Linked DNA regions of Sus scrofa: regions 2, 3, 4 and 5 are each linked to region 1. Evidence: chromatin contacts called from public HiChIP or PLAC-seq data. All regions are on one chromosome and are shown on one strand. Each heading gives the region's core, a stretch centred on a gene start, on an enhancer-like site or on the middle of the called end of the contact. The rest is flanking DNA. Distances are from core to core; before and after follow the strand shown. Region 1 overlaps NEK4 (serine/threonine-protein kinase Nek4). Region 2 has its middle 37 kb from the start of PRKCD. Region 3 overlaps SFMBT1 (scm-like with four MBT domains protein 1). Region 4 overlaps RFT1 (protein RFT1 homolog). Region 5 holds the start of SFMBT1 (scm-like with four MBT domains protein 1).

Region 1 (2,700 bases), core at 100-2,599:
TTGGAAGAATTTTTGAAATTTCCTTGTCAAGCCTTTAAAACAAAATCAGCATAGTGTTGGATCTGGAACTTGTATTATTAAAGGACAGGATACTAAAAAGAGAGCAAGAAGGCTTTGAATGGCAGTAACTCCTGGGAGATCTCAGACAGGAAATAAGCCTGGTGAGTGTTTAATCTGTTTCCATGTTCAGAGTCTGTTGGTCAAAGAAGTGCTCTCTCTTTTATTTTCTTTTTTCTTTTTATGGCTGCACCTGTGGCATATGGAAGTTCCAAGCCAGGGGTCGAATTGGAGCTGCAGCTGCCGGCCTACATCACAGCCACAGAAATGCAGGATCCGAACTGCATCTGCAACCTACACTGTACCTTTGGGCAACGCCAGGTCCTTAACCCTTTGATCGAGGTCGTGGAGCAAACCTGCATCCTCATGGGTACTAGTCAGGTTCTTAACCCACTAAACCACAACGGGAACTCTAAAGACGTGCTCTCTTCTCAAGAACAGAGGGGAGGAAGTCAGGAGAATGGTGATGCCTTGGACTAAGGGCCATGATTATTCCTATTCCTAACATTCTTACTTTGATTGTCAGAAGGGCATTATCTCTTTGCAGCTGAGGAGTCTGAAGCTCAGCAGGGTTAAGTAATTTGCCCAAGGTCACAGGGCTGGTAGACCTAGAGCTGAGATATGAGCCAAGGTATCAGACACGAATGATGATGAATATGCTGTCTGAGTTCCTTCTAGGTTGGCCCTTGCTGGGTTATCTTCCGTACCCAGTGCAAAGCCCTCTTCTGTTTAGGCCAGCCCACTATAAACAGCCTCTGGGGCTGATCACTTTTTCAGGCCCTTCAGTGAGGAGAGCTTCTTTGAGTCCATTGGAGCCAGGGAAACCACAAGAGGAAGGCCATCCCATCCCTGCTCACTGGTTATCTTCTGACTGCAGCATCGCCCAGGTACATTACATAGTCCTAAGAGAAAAGGTGGATATGTCTACATCTGGCAAGCCTAATACAGTAAACCTCATAAATGCCAGCTCAGTTTATTTCTAGGGCAGCACTGGCGTAAGTTACACTTTTCACGCTTCCTTTGATAATTAAAAGAATTTTATTTGCTTCATTAAGGAATGAATTTTTCAGGCGCTCTTATAGACAGTGGGTGACGTAGTTAATATCTTTCTTAGTCTTTTAAATAAGACTTCCAAAGGGCTTCCGCTAGGCAACACTTTGTTTCTTCTACTGTGTTAATAATGCACCAAACAGCATGGCCAGATATTTGCTTTACTTGCTGATCCTTCCTTGGTTTCCAGTTTGTCATAGTAGCTTACCTTTCCACCTAGGGATGATATAGGGGCACCATCTGGTGGCTGAATAAGTAATTGTAAGGTTTTCAACCCCATATTTGCTTCTCTGTGTAATAATACCATAGGAATAATTATCTACTTTTCTGTATTCCAGTTTTTGATGTTATTTCTTGAAGTATGTTATTTTTTTTTTAAAAAAAGGGAAGCTTCCTTCCCTTGAAATGAAGTTTTTTCTTTCACAACAGTCTGTGATTTAGTTGTTTCACTAATTAAGAAGATCCTCTTTATTTTACAAAGTTGTAGGGTTTGTGTGTATAGTATCAAATAATCCTTTAAAGCATTTAATAGTGCTTTAAATGAGCAGGCAGAGATTACTTTTTTTAGGTGATATTCTGTCTAGTTTAAAATGCTAGTATTGCTTATGGTACCAGCCTTCTGCTTAGAGATTGAAACACCAGAACTATTTGTCCACTCTCCTCTGGAAAGGAAATACCATAGCTGAGATGTTTCAGAGCTTTATAAAACTTCACTTTAAAGTTCCTCAGGCTTCACTTATGAACTTCAAGGGTGACCTGGGACACCATTTGGGTAGAGTAACTTCAATTTTTATATTCATTTGTTCTAGTGTTAAATTGAACCTAGGTGCACATTGTATCTAGACACTGCATCTAAGATTCTTTTGTGTATTACATTCTGGTTGTGTTGTCATGTGGAATTTTGTTTTTCCAAACATAAATAGGAAAGGAAACTCACCCATTGTCTCTCTGAGGATGAGTTAAGTTCTTCTACAAGTTCAACTGATAAATCAGATGGGGATTCCAGGGAACAGTAAGTTCTTATTTTTCTATCTCCCTTCATAAACTGTTTGTTTGAATTAATCCTAAATATACATTTATAATAGAATTCAGACCTGCAGTACTGTCATTGATAATGTTGTAAATGGTATATGCTAGAGCTAAAAGTCTCTTCTACTGAACACATCTGTTTTTCAGTCAGAATTCTCATAAAGTATCTTCTTAGCTCTGTGTTTATAGTTTTCATCAGTAGAAACAGTTTGGCCATTATTTCTTCAAGTATATTTTTGGACCCCTTCTTGCCCTCTTGAGGATGTGACAAACATGTAAATTAGATTGCTTAAAGTTGTCCCATATCTCACTGATGATGTTCATTTTTTAGACCTTTTTTTCTCTGTTTTTTGTAGATTCTATTGCTGTATCGTTATTTGTTAGTCTTTTTCAGGCTCTACCTGCAACGTTTGGAAGTTCCCAGGCTAGGGGTCAGATACAAGCCATAGGCAGCAGTGTACACCACAGCAACACCAGATCTGAGCCATGTCTCCAACCTACACCACAGCTTGTGGTAATGCCAGATCCTTAACCTACTGAATGAGGCCAGGGATCAAAGCCACA
Region 2 (2,700 bases), core at 34-2,533, 460 kb before region 1:
TTCTGGGTTCAGAGACCTCCCTTTAGAGAATCAAATGGAAGTCACCACAGACAGCCTGTTAAAGTGTCTGGGGACTGGGCCACCTGACCAAGCTGGAAGCACCCCATCAAATGGGGAAGGCAGAATCATGTCTCCTGTGTGAGGTGAGGCAATTTGGGCCAGAGAGTCTGAGGCACCCTGTAACCAACCCCTCCACTCTGGTCACACTGGGGTTCTGCCAACCTCATATCCAACACTGTCTCTGAGCTGGTGGTGCGGCATGAAGCTGCAGGTGGGCTCTGCTGTGTGCTCTGGCGCCCTCTAGCAACCATCTGCTCTAACAACTCTCAGCCCTTCTTCCAGTCTCCCTCCCCAGTCCCGGTGCTATGCTGGCCTTAAGTACCTGCCAGGCTGATTTAGCTCCTCCTCTCCCTTAAGCATAATGAAGTGCCCTACAGAAGTGGGTATTTCTTTCTGTCTTTTTTTTTTTTTTTTTTTTTTGTCTTCTTGTCTTTTCTAGGGCCTCATCCGTGGCATATGGAGGTTCCCAGGCTAGGGGTCTAATCAGAGCTGTAGCTACTGAGCCACATCTGTGACCTACACCACAGCTCACGGCAACACCAGATCCTTAACTGAAGTGGGTATTTCTCTCTCAGAGTCTCCCAGGGCACTCATCACTCCCTACTCAAGCCCATTACTTTAAGTTAATCAGCCACTTTATGTCATGTGACCAGCTTTAAATTAAACAGTCGTCTTTAATTCATGTGACCTGGTTTTAGGTCAGATTCCACCAGCAGGGGTCAAAGACAGAAGGTAGAAGCTCAGATGGAAAAAGGACAAACTTTGGGGAGGATTCTCAAGAAAAAGGACACAGGGTTGAGCAAAGGCTGCCCACCAAAGTACCACCACTTCTACACACTCCACTTTCAAGACCACCACGCCCAGTTTCCAGATGCCAGTGCTCACACAAACCTGCAGCTTGAAAACTGCAAGGATAAGAGTCAAGACAGGTATTACTGGGTAGATTCCTGCCTCTGGAGAATCAAAACGCAGTCAGACCCTGCACAGCCTCTTAAAATGTCTCTCCACTCGGCCATAAGACCATGCTGGAAGTGCCCCATCAAATGAGAAAGCAGAACTAGTTGCCTCTGTCAGGCGAGGCAGTTTGGACTGGAGAGTCAAGGGTGGCTGTGTAACCTACCCTTCTCTCAGGGCACATCAAAGAGATCTGCCAAGCCCATCCCCAACTCTGTCTTTGCACCTGGAGGTGGCGCCAGAGAGCTGCAGATGGGCTCAGAGGGTGCTCTGGTGCCCTCTAGTGGCTGTCCCCTCTAACACCAACACTCAGCCCTTCCTCTTGCCTCGCTCTCCTGCCAGGGGCTGTGCTGTCCTTGAGCACTTGCCAGCCTGTTTTCCTTCCTCCTCACCCTCTAAGCACAGTAAGGTGCCCTACAGAGGGATGTATTTCTCTCTCAAAGTCTCCGAGGTCAGGAGTTCCCGTCGTGGCGCAGTGGTTAAGGAATCCGACTAGGAACCATGAGGTTGAGGGTTCGGTCCCTGCCCTTGCTCAGTGGGTTAACGATCCGGCGTTGCCGTGAGCTGTGGTGTAGGTTGCAGACGCGGCTCGGATCCCGCGTTGCTGTGGCTCTGGCTTAGGCCGGTGGCTACAGCTCCGATTCGACCCCTAGCCTGGGAACTTCCATATGCCGCGGGAGCGGCCCAAGAAATAACAAAAAGACAAATAAATAAATAAATAAATAAAATTAAAAAAGAAAAAAAGTCTCCGAGGTCAATGACCCCTTCCTGCACAACACTACAACTTTAAATCTGTCTGCCGCCTGCCTCCTGCAGAATCAAGAAAGCCAACTTTAATTCAATCACCCTCCCTTAATTTACATGACATGGCATTAGGTCAGGCCCCCATAAAAGGAGGAAGAAGCTCAGATGGAAAAGGAGGAAGGAAGTTTGTGGAGAACTCTCAAGAGAAAAAGCAAAGTAATGAGAACGGCCAGTGCACCAAAACATCATTGCTTTTCTCATTCCGTTCAGGACCATCAGCCCTTTTTTCCAGATGCCAACCCAGACAGAAACCCGTAGCTTAAGAAAATGCAAGTCCTACATTGAAGCCGAGTATTTCTAGGTCCAGAATCCTTCCTCTGAAGAAACAAAGTCAATAAAATCCCTAACTGTTAAACTGTCTGGCCACCAGGCCACATGGCCAGGCTGGAAGTCCCCATCAGGATGCTTAAGGGACAACTACATCTCCTCTGTGAAGTGAGGCAATTTGGGCTGGAGAGTCAGAGGTGCCTTGTAATCAACTCTTCATCTCTGGACACATCCTGCACCACAGGGTGGACGCATTTTCGGTTGTCGTTTGTTTGTTTTTGGTTTGGTTTTGTTTCTGGCCACACCTGCAGCATACAGAAGTTCCCAGGCCAAAGACTGAATCTGAGCCACAGCTGCAACCTATGTTGCCAACCAGTTGCAGCAACACGGGATCTTTAACCCACTGTGCCAGGCCAAAGATCCAACCAGTGCTGCCACAGAGACAAGATGGATCATTAACCCACTGTGCCACGGTGGAAACACCTTTTTTTTTTTTCCTTTTTAGGCCATGCCTGCAGCATGAGGAAGTTCCCAGGCCAAGTATCGAAGCCACGCCACAGCAGCAACCCAAGTGTCTGCAGTGAAAACTCCTGGATCCTTAACCTGCTGCACCAG
Region 3 (2,700 bases), core at 128-2,627, 290 kb before region 1:
GTCCTGGTGCTCCCAAGATGCCACCAATCCCATTGTGCCATAGCAGGAGCTCCTGTGTTTTGGTTTTGAGAAAATTGCAGCAGCATGGATTGGCTAACACATTATATCACATTCTGGAAGTTTTTTTGTGTTCTTTTGTTCATTGGCAGTAATACAGCTAAATTTTTTTTAAGTTGATTTTTTTATCTGAGCCGCTTGGTAAGGTATTTTAAATACAGTACCCTAGTTCCAGTATAGTAACTTCTAAAGAAACTTGGAATCTTGATGTATTATGTAGTTGAATCTTACAGTGTTATTTTATCTCAGTATCTCAGTTCTTAGTTCTTACTCTTTACTGGAAGAACTTCAGAACACTCCCTGAGAGCATACATTCATACCTGCATCAGCATCTCCTCTTCATACTGCCATTGCCTGTAAAATATTTTCCTCAAAAAATGGTCAACAGTTAACGGTAGTGTATTCCTAACCCAGGGTTGTTGTCAGTTGCTCAGAGGGCCCACATACTGATACAGTGGCAGACGGGCACTGCTGGTCCGTGAACACTAGGGCTTGCGGCCATTGAGTGCACTGGTGGTCTTTCCTGGGTCAAATGTGTTTGCTATACTGTGACATTCTTTCTGCCATTTATTTTATGTTCTAGTGAATAGTTTTGACCCATGAAAGGATGCAACTTGTACAAAGAAACAATATTGTGTATTATGGCAAAAAAGAAGTTCTATGAGTTGACAAGGTGCTTTCAGAAAGTGATCTGAGGAGTTCCCTTGTGACACAGTGGGTTAAGGATATGATGTTGTTACTGCACTGGCTGCTGTGACATGAGTTTGATCCTTGGCTTGGGAACTTTCACATGCTGCAGGTACAGCCAAAAAGAAAAGAAAGTGATCCAAAAAAGAGGTATGGAAATCAGCAGGCAGTTAGGGTTAATCAAGTTCCTTGTATTGTGAAAAGTGTTGTAAACAGCAGGGCAGCCTGACAAGTTGGACCATTCATTGTTTAAAGAACAGGTGGAAGAAACAATAGTTTGAAGTCTTGCTTTAACATCAGAGGTTTCGAAGAGGACTGTTGAGCAAGCGAGTTGCCTGTGGATAATGCCTAATAAATTCACATAGGAGCTCTACTTTAATGCCCTCTCAGGTGAGAAAGGCACTCCTGATTGGCCAGCGTGCACAGTAGGACTAGTCAGCAGTACTGACCTCAAGGCTGAAGGTGGGCACTGAATTTCCTTCCCTTGTAAAAATTACAGTACCCCTCCCTAGAGGCAGGAATGTTATTGCTGCTTTAGAAAGTTGTGGGTTTTTTCCCTCTTTAGTGAACTGGAGGTCCCATGATCTGTTACCATAGAAATTTATTTAGCAAGCTTTATGAAGCAGTGGTGCCAGGAGTTTAGGGAATGCAAAGTTGAGGAAGTTCCTTGCCCTTGAGAAGCTTATAGTACTGGGATAAGGTATGATATGGACTGGTTATTGTTTAAGTGGTGTCAAAAAGGTGCAAAGTGTGTCGTATAAAAGATATTTTGACAGAGATGGGAGAAGGGGCTAACATCTTTTTGGGGTGTTATTATTTTCTTTTTTGGCTCCCTGGTGGCATATGGGGTTCCTGGGTCAGGGATCAGATCCAAGCCACAGTTGCAACCTATTCTGCAGCTGTGGCGACACTGGATTCTTAACTCACCGTGCTGGGTGGGGAATCAAACCTTCATCCCATTGCTCTAGAGATGCCACCAATCCTGTTGTGCCACAGCGAGAACTCCTAGAGTGTTATTATGAGAAGTGGTTTTTGTGGAATAATTTTTGTGGAAGTAGAGGTCAGGGAATGAGTGATTTCTGAATGCTTACTCATATATCATATTGGTAGTGTAAGACTTGGTCAGACTTAAAATATTTTAGTTTTTAATCAGGGAAAGGCCCAGTGTGAAATAAGAAAATAACCCTGAACTTTCCTTTTCAAATCCCTTTCTAAGTCTTTATCTTTAGTACTGCTTCCTCCTAAAGCTGTTTGATTTTGGTGAGGTTCCCACCAACTCTTCCTCTTTGAGAGTAATAGAAGCAAAGAATGAGCCACAGTGATCTGTGGGTTGTTATAGCTGGGATTGTGGGCAGGCTCAATGAGCCCTGCCTGGAATTGGGGTGAGCAGCAGTCAGGACATGGGGATGCAAGGGAAACTGTTAACTTGTGTCCATAAGCATCTAGCTTGTCAAGAATTACAGTGTATCCTAAATGTGCCCCAAACTTTTTACTTTATCTGTTGAGCTCCTCTAATTTGCTCTTTAATTGCTGAGGGAGATTATTAGGCTGAGTGCTTATGTGTTTGTCATTTGCTATTTTTATGTATTAAAATTTTTATAACCCCAGCATGTTAAACACTAGTTTTCCCCTATATTGACTATTGCAGAATGTTAACTTGCGATTATTACATTTTCTTTGGCCAGTTATATTCTCAAACCTGGTAGGAGTCCTGTACAAATTTCTATTGATGTGAATTCCAGCGAGATTCAGGGGCCAGCCCCTGACTTTTTTTTTTAAGTTTTATTGAAGTGTAGTGAATTTACAAGTTTGCGATAATTTCTGTTGTACAGGAAAGTGACCCAGTCATGCATATATATACATAGCCATTCTCTATCAGATTCTTTTCCCACATGGAATATCACAGAATACTGGGTGGAGTTTTCTGTGCTATGCAGCAGGTCCCCATTGGTCCAT
Region 4 (2,700 bases), core at 6-2,505, 370 kb before region 1:
AGCTTCCCATCTGCTACAGATTTATCATGTCTCATTTTGTCTCATTCAGTCCTTATACCAGCTTCAGGAGGTAGGACTTCTTATCCCATTTTGCAGTTGAGAAAACTGAAGCTTAGCAAAATTAAGTGTCTTGACCATGTCCTTCACACTCTGTAAATGAGGAGCTGTAGTTCGATCCCCTGTCTCTGTGCTGGACTCGAAAGCCTGAACCCTACCACAAGGAGGCTGGAAAAGGTTAGAAAAGGTTAGAAGTGAGGAAGAGCACAAGGAGGCAGTACCATGGTGATGAGGACAGTGGGCTGGTGGGTGAAAATGGGACCGTGGACAAAGCCAGGGCAATCGACAGCTCTGGAGTGAGAGGGAGAGGAAGGAGCACCGCTTAGGGTGTGGTGGTGATGGGAGAGCAGGGGGCAAGACCGTGGCCCCAGTGACTCTCATCAATGTGGTAAATATGCATCTGGTTGGACCATTCTGGGTCAGAAGCATTTAGGAAGTGAACGAGTGATTCAGGTTAAAGCACAGTGAGCCCCTGAGCTCCAGTTCCAGACCTTCTCCAGAGGTACTGCCCATCCCCTTTCCCCATCCATACCTCAGTTTCTCCATCAGTACAGGAAGGTAGTGGAATGGCTTGTGCATCAGGGGATCCTGAAGAAATTCACAGCCATGTAGACCAGCTCAGCAGTACCAACTTAGCTCTTGTGGAAGAGACAGCGTCTTTTGACCTTTCCAAATGACAGATCCATTCAGAACAGTAAAAGCCCAAAGAATGTGTTTCATTTTCTAGCACTTAGCAGATGCCTCTGAGAAGAAACCCAGCCTCCTGTCAGACTTCCTACCTCTTATGTCCTTATTGAGCATTTTGGAGTTAGTGAGCAGGGTGGCCATTCCTTCCAAACCATGGGTCTGATTAAATTGGAGGCACTAGGAGAAAGGAATGCTCAAGTATGAGCTTTCAGATCAGATATCCTGTCATGATTTCATTCTCCTAGAGAACTTTTTTTTTTTTTTAAGGAGCTCGGTCACATTTCCAAACCAGTTCACAACCTACTGGCATGTAGGCTTCACAACAGCCTTGTTGGCCCACCATAACTGTTCATTTCCTTTAGAAAGAGCATGGTTACTTTTCAGACCTACCCCACCCCTCAGAGGACCACCTGGCATGGAACGGGCAGTGTGAGAGAGGGAAGATGCTGTGTTCTGGCTCCCCCCAAAGCCAGCTATGGGCAGGATCAGTGTATGAGGATGATATGGTTCACAGTGCCCCCTAGTGGTGTAGGGAGGTCCAGCGCTCTTTGTTCTGGAAAAAGGAAATGTCCAGTTTCCTTCTGACTGGGGAAAATTTGCTCCTGGACTAGAGCTACCCCCGGCATCGGCTCCAGGTCCAGTGATGTGTTGAAGGCAGTGTGGTTTGGGAAGAAGGTTCAGAACTTTCCTCCAAATCTGGCAGAAAGGTTCTGAAACCAAGGGGTGAGAAGATTTGGGGACTGGAAACGACCCTTGCTTTCAAGGGTACTCTAGACTTGCCCTGTCCTAAACGGTACACACCAGCCACATGTGGCTACAGAGCATTTGGAATTGAGATGAGCTGTAAGTGCACTCAATACACACAGGATTTCAAAGAATTAATATAGAAAAATAATGTGGGGAGTTCCCGTCGTGGCGTAGTGGTTAATGAATCCGACTAGGAACCATGAGGTTGCGGGTTCGGTCCCTGCCCTTGCTCAGTGGGTTAACGATCTGGCATTGCCGTGAGCTGTGGTGTAGGTTGCAGATGCGGCTCGGATCCCGCGTTGCTGTGGCTCTGGCGTAGGCCGGTGGCTACAGCTCCGATTCGACCCCTAGCCTGGGAACCTCCATATGCCGCGGGAGCGGCCCAAGAAATAGCAACAATAACAACAACAACAATAACAAAAAGACAAAAAAGACAAAAAAAAAAAAAAAGAAAAAGAATGTGAAATTCTTCCAGTATTTCTTTTCATGTTACAATGATAATATTTGAGGTTAAATCAAGTATATTAAAATTAATGTTACCCGAAGTTCCCGTCGTGGCTCAGTGGTTAACGAATCCGACTAGGAACCATGAGGTTGCAGGTTCGATCCCTGGCCTTGCTCAGTGGGTTAAGGATCCAGCGTTGCTGTGAGCTGTGGTGTAGGTTGCAGATGCGGCTCGGATCCCACATTGCTATGACTCTGTCATAGGCTGGGCGGCTATAGCTCCGATTCGACCCCTAACCTGGGAACTTCCATGTGCCCCAGGAGCGGCCCAAGAAATGGCAAAAAAGAAGAAAAAATTAAATTAAATTAATTTTACCTGTTTCTTTTTACTGTTCATTGTAGGCTGCTAGAAAATTTAAAATTATGTATGTGGCCTGATTATATTTCTACTGAATAGCATTGCTCTGAACAGATGGGCTTTGGGCCAAGAGCAGGGGCCCATGTGACTAGGACAGGTTCCAGGCCTGGCCTTGGACCACCTTCCATAGGTAAAGTCGACCTTTTGGAGAGGTGGGATGAGCTTGGCCCAGTGATTCATTCTTTCCTCCTAAAGAACCCCCTGAAATCACATCTTTCAAAAGTCATCACTGAGTTAATAAGAATATTTCAAAATGCAAGTATCCTGAGATTAAGAACCTAACACCTGGAGTTCCCTTTGTGGCTCAGCGGTTAATGAACCTGACCAGGAAACGTGAGGTTGCGGGT
Region 5 (2,700 bases), core at 154-2,653, 310 kb before region 1:
AAAAAAATTGGTGATGGCGGTAGTTAGTTAAATCCATATTTGATACCACATGGCAAAATAAACTTATCATGGATAATTGCCAAATAATTAAATATAAAATTAAATTGTGCAAGAGTTTCTGCTGTAGTGCAATGGGATTGGTGGCATCTTGGGAGCCCTAGGACACAGGTTCAATCCCAGGGCTGGCACAGTGGGTTAAGGATCCAGTGTTGCTGCAGCTGTGGCTTAGGTTGCAACTGGGGCTTGGATCTGATCCTTGGCCCTGGAACTCCAAATGCCAGGAGTGGTCAAAAAAGACTAAGTAAATAAATAAAATTGTAGAAAATCAGTGGAAAAATACACTATCAGATGGGTGGAAGAAAGCTCGCTTCATCAGCATTGGAGCAATTAAAAAAATCACAAGAGACTAGCATGACAGATTGAATAAAACAAAAAAAGAACAATGGACTGTCACTTTGGATCACTGACAACATAGGAACAATATAACATAAAAAAATGCTTATTCGAAGTTAGAAGAGGTTCAAGTCCCCAAAAGATGAATAGACATGAACAGATCATTTATAGAAGGGAAATACAGATAGTAAATGCAGGGATAAACATTTACTGAGAAATACTGAAGTAACCTTGAACTACCAACAGACACTGCTAAAATAGGGGAGAAAAAAGATGGTACCCAAGGCTTAGAAATGTGTATTAAACTCTTTACACTTGTTCCTGGGAGGTGGAGAATGAGTAGGGCAGCAGCTCTTTGGTAAGTCCTCTGGCACTGTGGGGCAAGCCCACCTCGCCCTTCCTTGCTTAGCCTTTCATCTGGGTATTTAACTGCCAGGAATCTATCCCAAAGGCAGAACTAAGGGATGTGTTAGTAAACAATTGTAAGGAACCAAAATAGGCAATGGTAGGAGACTGACTGAATGGATGAAGATATCTGCACACATTAAAAATGCATCATGTGAACAAAAGAAAAATGTTAGTGATGGTAGCAAACACAAAAGACAATGTGTGGTTGCTACTATGTAAAGACGTGTAGGTGGGTGGAAGGTTTAATGTGTGAAAAGTTTCATGTATTATGGATACTACTTTACTCTTTTTGCATTTTTCTTCCTCCCTGGCTGTCATATTGTCTTTTCAGGGGCAGTTAAAATATCCAGCCAGCAGCGTGCCTGTGAGCAACTCTGTAAAGTGGGGTATTATTTCCCAGCGCAGACTTGAACCGCATTTGGCACCCCTGAATTCCTTGCGGTGGGGATGACTCCTCCACCTTGAAAGGCAGCAGTGATCAGCGCCCATCGGAGCCCTCCTCTCAGGACCGGGAGTCCGAGCACTCCCAGGTCTCCGAGGCTCGGGCACTTCCTTCTCTCTTCCAGAGCAGGTGGGGACGGGCGAGTGTCCCACCAGCACCTGTGTTCGGTGGGTAAGGGGCGAACGAGCTCGGAGAAGTAAACCGCAAGTGGGCACCTCGGGTTGCGGGGCCGGTTCATAGTCACTAAGGAGCTACTGTCTCGACCCCGGGGCCCTGCTCTCCCGCCCGATTTAGACAGCCGTCTCTTGCCACCTCGCCAGGGCCCCGAGCGGCAGGAAAACTCGGATTTACAGGGCGCCTCCTGCGGAAGCCTAGAAATACCGGGTGCGCCGCGGGGCTCCGGTCTGACTTCGCAGTCAGGGGGCAGTTAGGTGCCCTCCCAGGTCTCAAGGGTGCGCCAGATCCCGGACGTGGGCCAGGCGGGCGGACGCAGCCTTCTCCCGCGGCGACACGCGCCTAACTGGGCTCAGGCCGCCGCTCGGTGCGTTCCTGCGCTAATGCCATCTTGCCAGAGGCTGTCACGTGCGGACGACAGCATCGCGCTTCGCCCCGGCCCGAACGCCAAAACCGACATCGGGACGCCACCTGGTTCCCGGGGTTCCATCCAACCCGAGGTGAGGTGAGGGGGCCCTTCCCTCGTGGGTCCGAGCAGGGGCAGCGTGGGCGCTGGGTCCTGGGAGGCGCGTTTCTCCGTCGGGGCCCCAACGCGCCGGGCTGTAGCGCCGTCGGGGGCGGGAGGCGCCACCGCGTGCCCTGTGCCACGGCCCAGGGGGTGTCCAGGGCAAGTTGTGGGCTGGAGCATGCCGGGCGGCGGCGGCGGGTGGCTCTGGACCCCCAGGACTTAAGTCTGCAGTCGCCTCGCCTCCGGCACAGGTCCCGCGGGGCGGGCAGACGCGCGGGAGGGCTTGGAGAGGCCGGGCCGGGGGGCGCCACACGCGCGGCGCGAGGGGCGCCGGCTGCCGGGAGGAGCGCGGATGGTGGGGGGGGCGCGGGCGCATGCGCCCTGCGCCCGTGCCATATTGGAATGAGTCGGAGTGCGGAGCGCCGCGGCCGCCGCCTCCGCCGGAGCGCGGGTGGAGGGGGGCGGGGAGAGCTGCCTGCCGCCCCGCTCCGCGGAGCCCAGCAGGAAGGAGGGCGCGAGCGGGCGAGCGCAGGCGGCGCGAACGGAAAAAGCGTCCGCGCGGGCGAACGAAAAGAAGGAAAGAAAGAAAGAAAACGAGCGCGAGAGGGGAAAAGCGAGCTATTGAGAGAGCGAGCGCGCGAAAACTCCCGGCAGGTAAAAAAGCGGGGCTGCCGGCTGGGCCTTCCCGCGCGGCGGCCTGAAGGGGCGGCGGCGGCGCGGGGACTGGGGACTGCCTGCTGGCCCCTTCTAGGCGGCCGCGCAACTTTGCCAACGA

What was found. HiChIP or PLAC-seq counts read pairs in DNA pulled down with a chosen protein or histone mark.
Region 2: a contact with region 1 is called in an H3K27ac HiChIP or PLAC-seq map of alveolar macrophages. The contact joins two enhancer-like sites. A contact is called at or near these places in 2 of 47 Hi-C or Micro-C datasets (embryonic fibroblasts and retroperitoneal adipose tissue) and 1 of 2 datasets of contacts at active chromatin or transcription factors (alveolar macrophages).
Region 3: a contact with region 1 is called in an H3K27ac HiChIP or PLAC-seq map of alveolar macrophages. The contact joins two enhancer-like sites. A contact is called at or near these places in 1 of 47 Hi-C or Micro-C datasets (embryonic fibroblasts) and 1 of 2 datasets of contacts at active chromatin or transcription factors (alveolar macrophages).
Region 4: an H3K27ac HiChIP or PLAC-seq map of alveolar macrophages shows a contact between it and region 1. The contact joins two enhancer-like sites. A contact is called at or near these places in 1 of 47 Hi-C or Micro-C datasets (embryonic fibroblasts) and 1 of 2 datasets of contacts at active chromatin or transcription factors (alveolar macrophages).
Region 5: a contact with region 1 is called in an H3K27ac HiChIP or PLAC-seq map of alveolar macrophages. The contact joins the promoter of SFMBT1 here to the enhancer-like site in region 1. A contact is called at or near these places in 1 of 5 promoter capture datasets (liver), 26 of 47 Hi-C or Micro-C datasets (adipocytes, adipose tissue, alveolar macrophages and 17 more) and 2 of 2 datasets of contacts at active chromatin or transcription factors (alveolar macrophages and skeletal muscle).

What each region holds. Positions count from the first base shown.
Region 1 is chr13:34,865,285-34,867,984 of Sscrofa11.1, reverse strand. It overlaps NEK4 (serine/threonine-protein kinase Nek4), which reads left to right. Exons shown (of 18, transcript XM_021068940.1): 13 at 835-944; 14 at 2,031-2,119. Among named protein-coding and RNA genes, the nearest start is that of ITIH1, 26 kb to the left of the region's middle. Within about 2 kb of position 1,349, at least 1 of the 83 cell types and tissues checked has an H3K27ac peak or open chromatin away from gene starts, as enhancers often do. A contact at or near this core is called in alveolar macrophages, where this site is marked.
Region 2 is chr13:35,326,549-35,329,248 of Sscrofa11.1, reverse strand. No RefSeq gene overlaps it. Among named protein-coding and RNA genes, the nearest start is that of PRKCD, 37 kb to the right of the region's middle. Within about 2 kb of position 1,283, at least 8 of the 83 cell types and tissues checked have an H3K27ac peak or open chromatin away from gene starts, as enhancers often do. A contact at or near this core is called in alveolar macrophages, where this site is marked.
Region 3 is chr13:35,156,143-35,158,842 of Sscrofa11.1, reverse strand. All of the region lies in intron 1 of SFMBT1 (scm-like with four MBT domains protein 1), which reads left to right. Among named protein-coding and RNA genes, the nearest start is that of SFMBT1, 24 kb to the left of the region's middle. Within about 2 kb of position 1,377, at least 2 of the 83 cell types and tissues checked have an H3K27ac peak or open chromatin away from gene starts, as enhancers often do. A contact at or near this core is called in alveolar macrophages, where this site is marked.
Region 4 is chr13:35,233,841-35,236,540 of Sscrofa11.1, reverse strand. The region is part of intron 6 of RFT1 (protein RFT1 homolog); the gene reads left to right. Among named protein-coding and RNA genes, the nearest start is that of RFT1, 23 kb to the left of the region's middle. Within about 2 kb of position 1,255, at least 12 of the 83 cell types and tissues checked have an H3K27ac peak or open chromatin away from gene starts, as enhancers often do. A contact at or near this core is called in alveolar macrophages, where this site is marked.
Region 5 is chr13:35,179,777-35,182,476 of Sscrofa11.1, reverse strand. It overlaps SFMBT1 (scm-like with four MBT domains protein 1), which reads left to right and starts at 1,403. Exons shown (of 22, transcript XM_021068955.1): 1 at 1,403-1,917.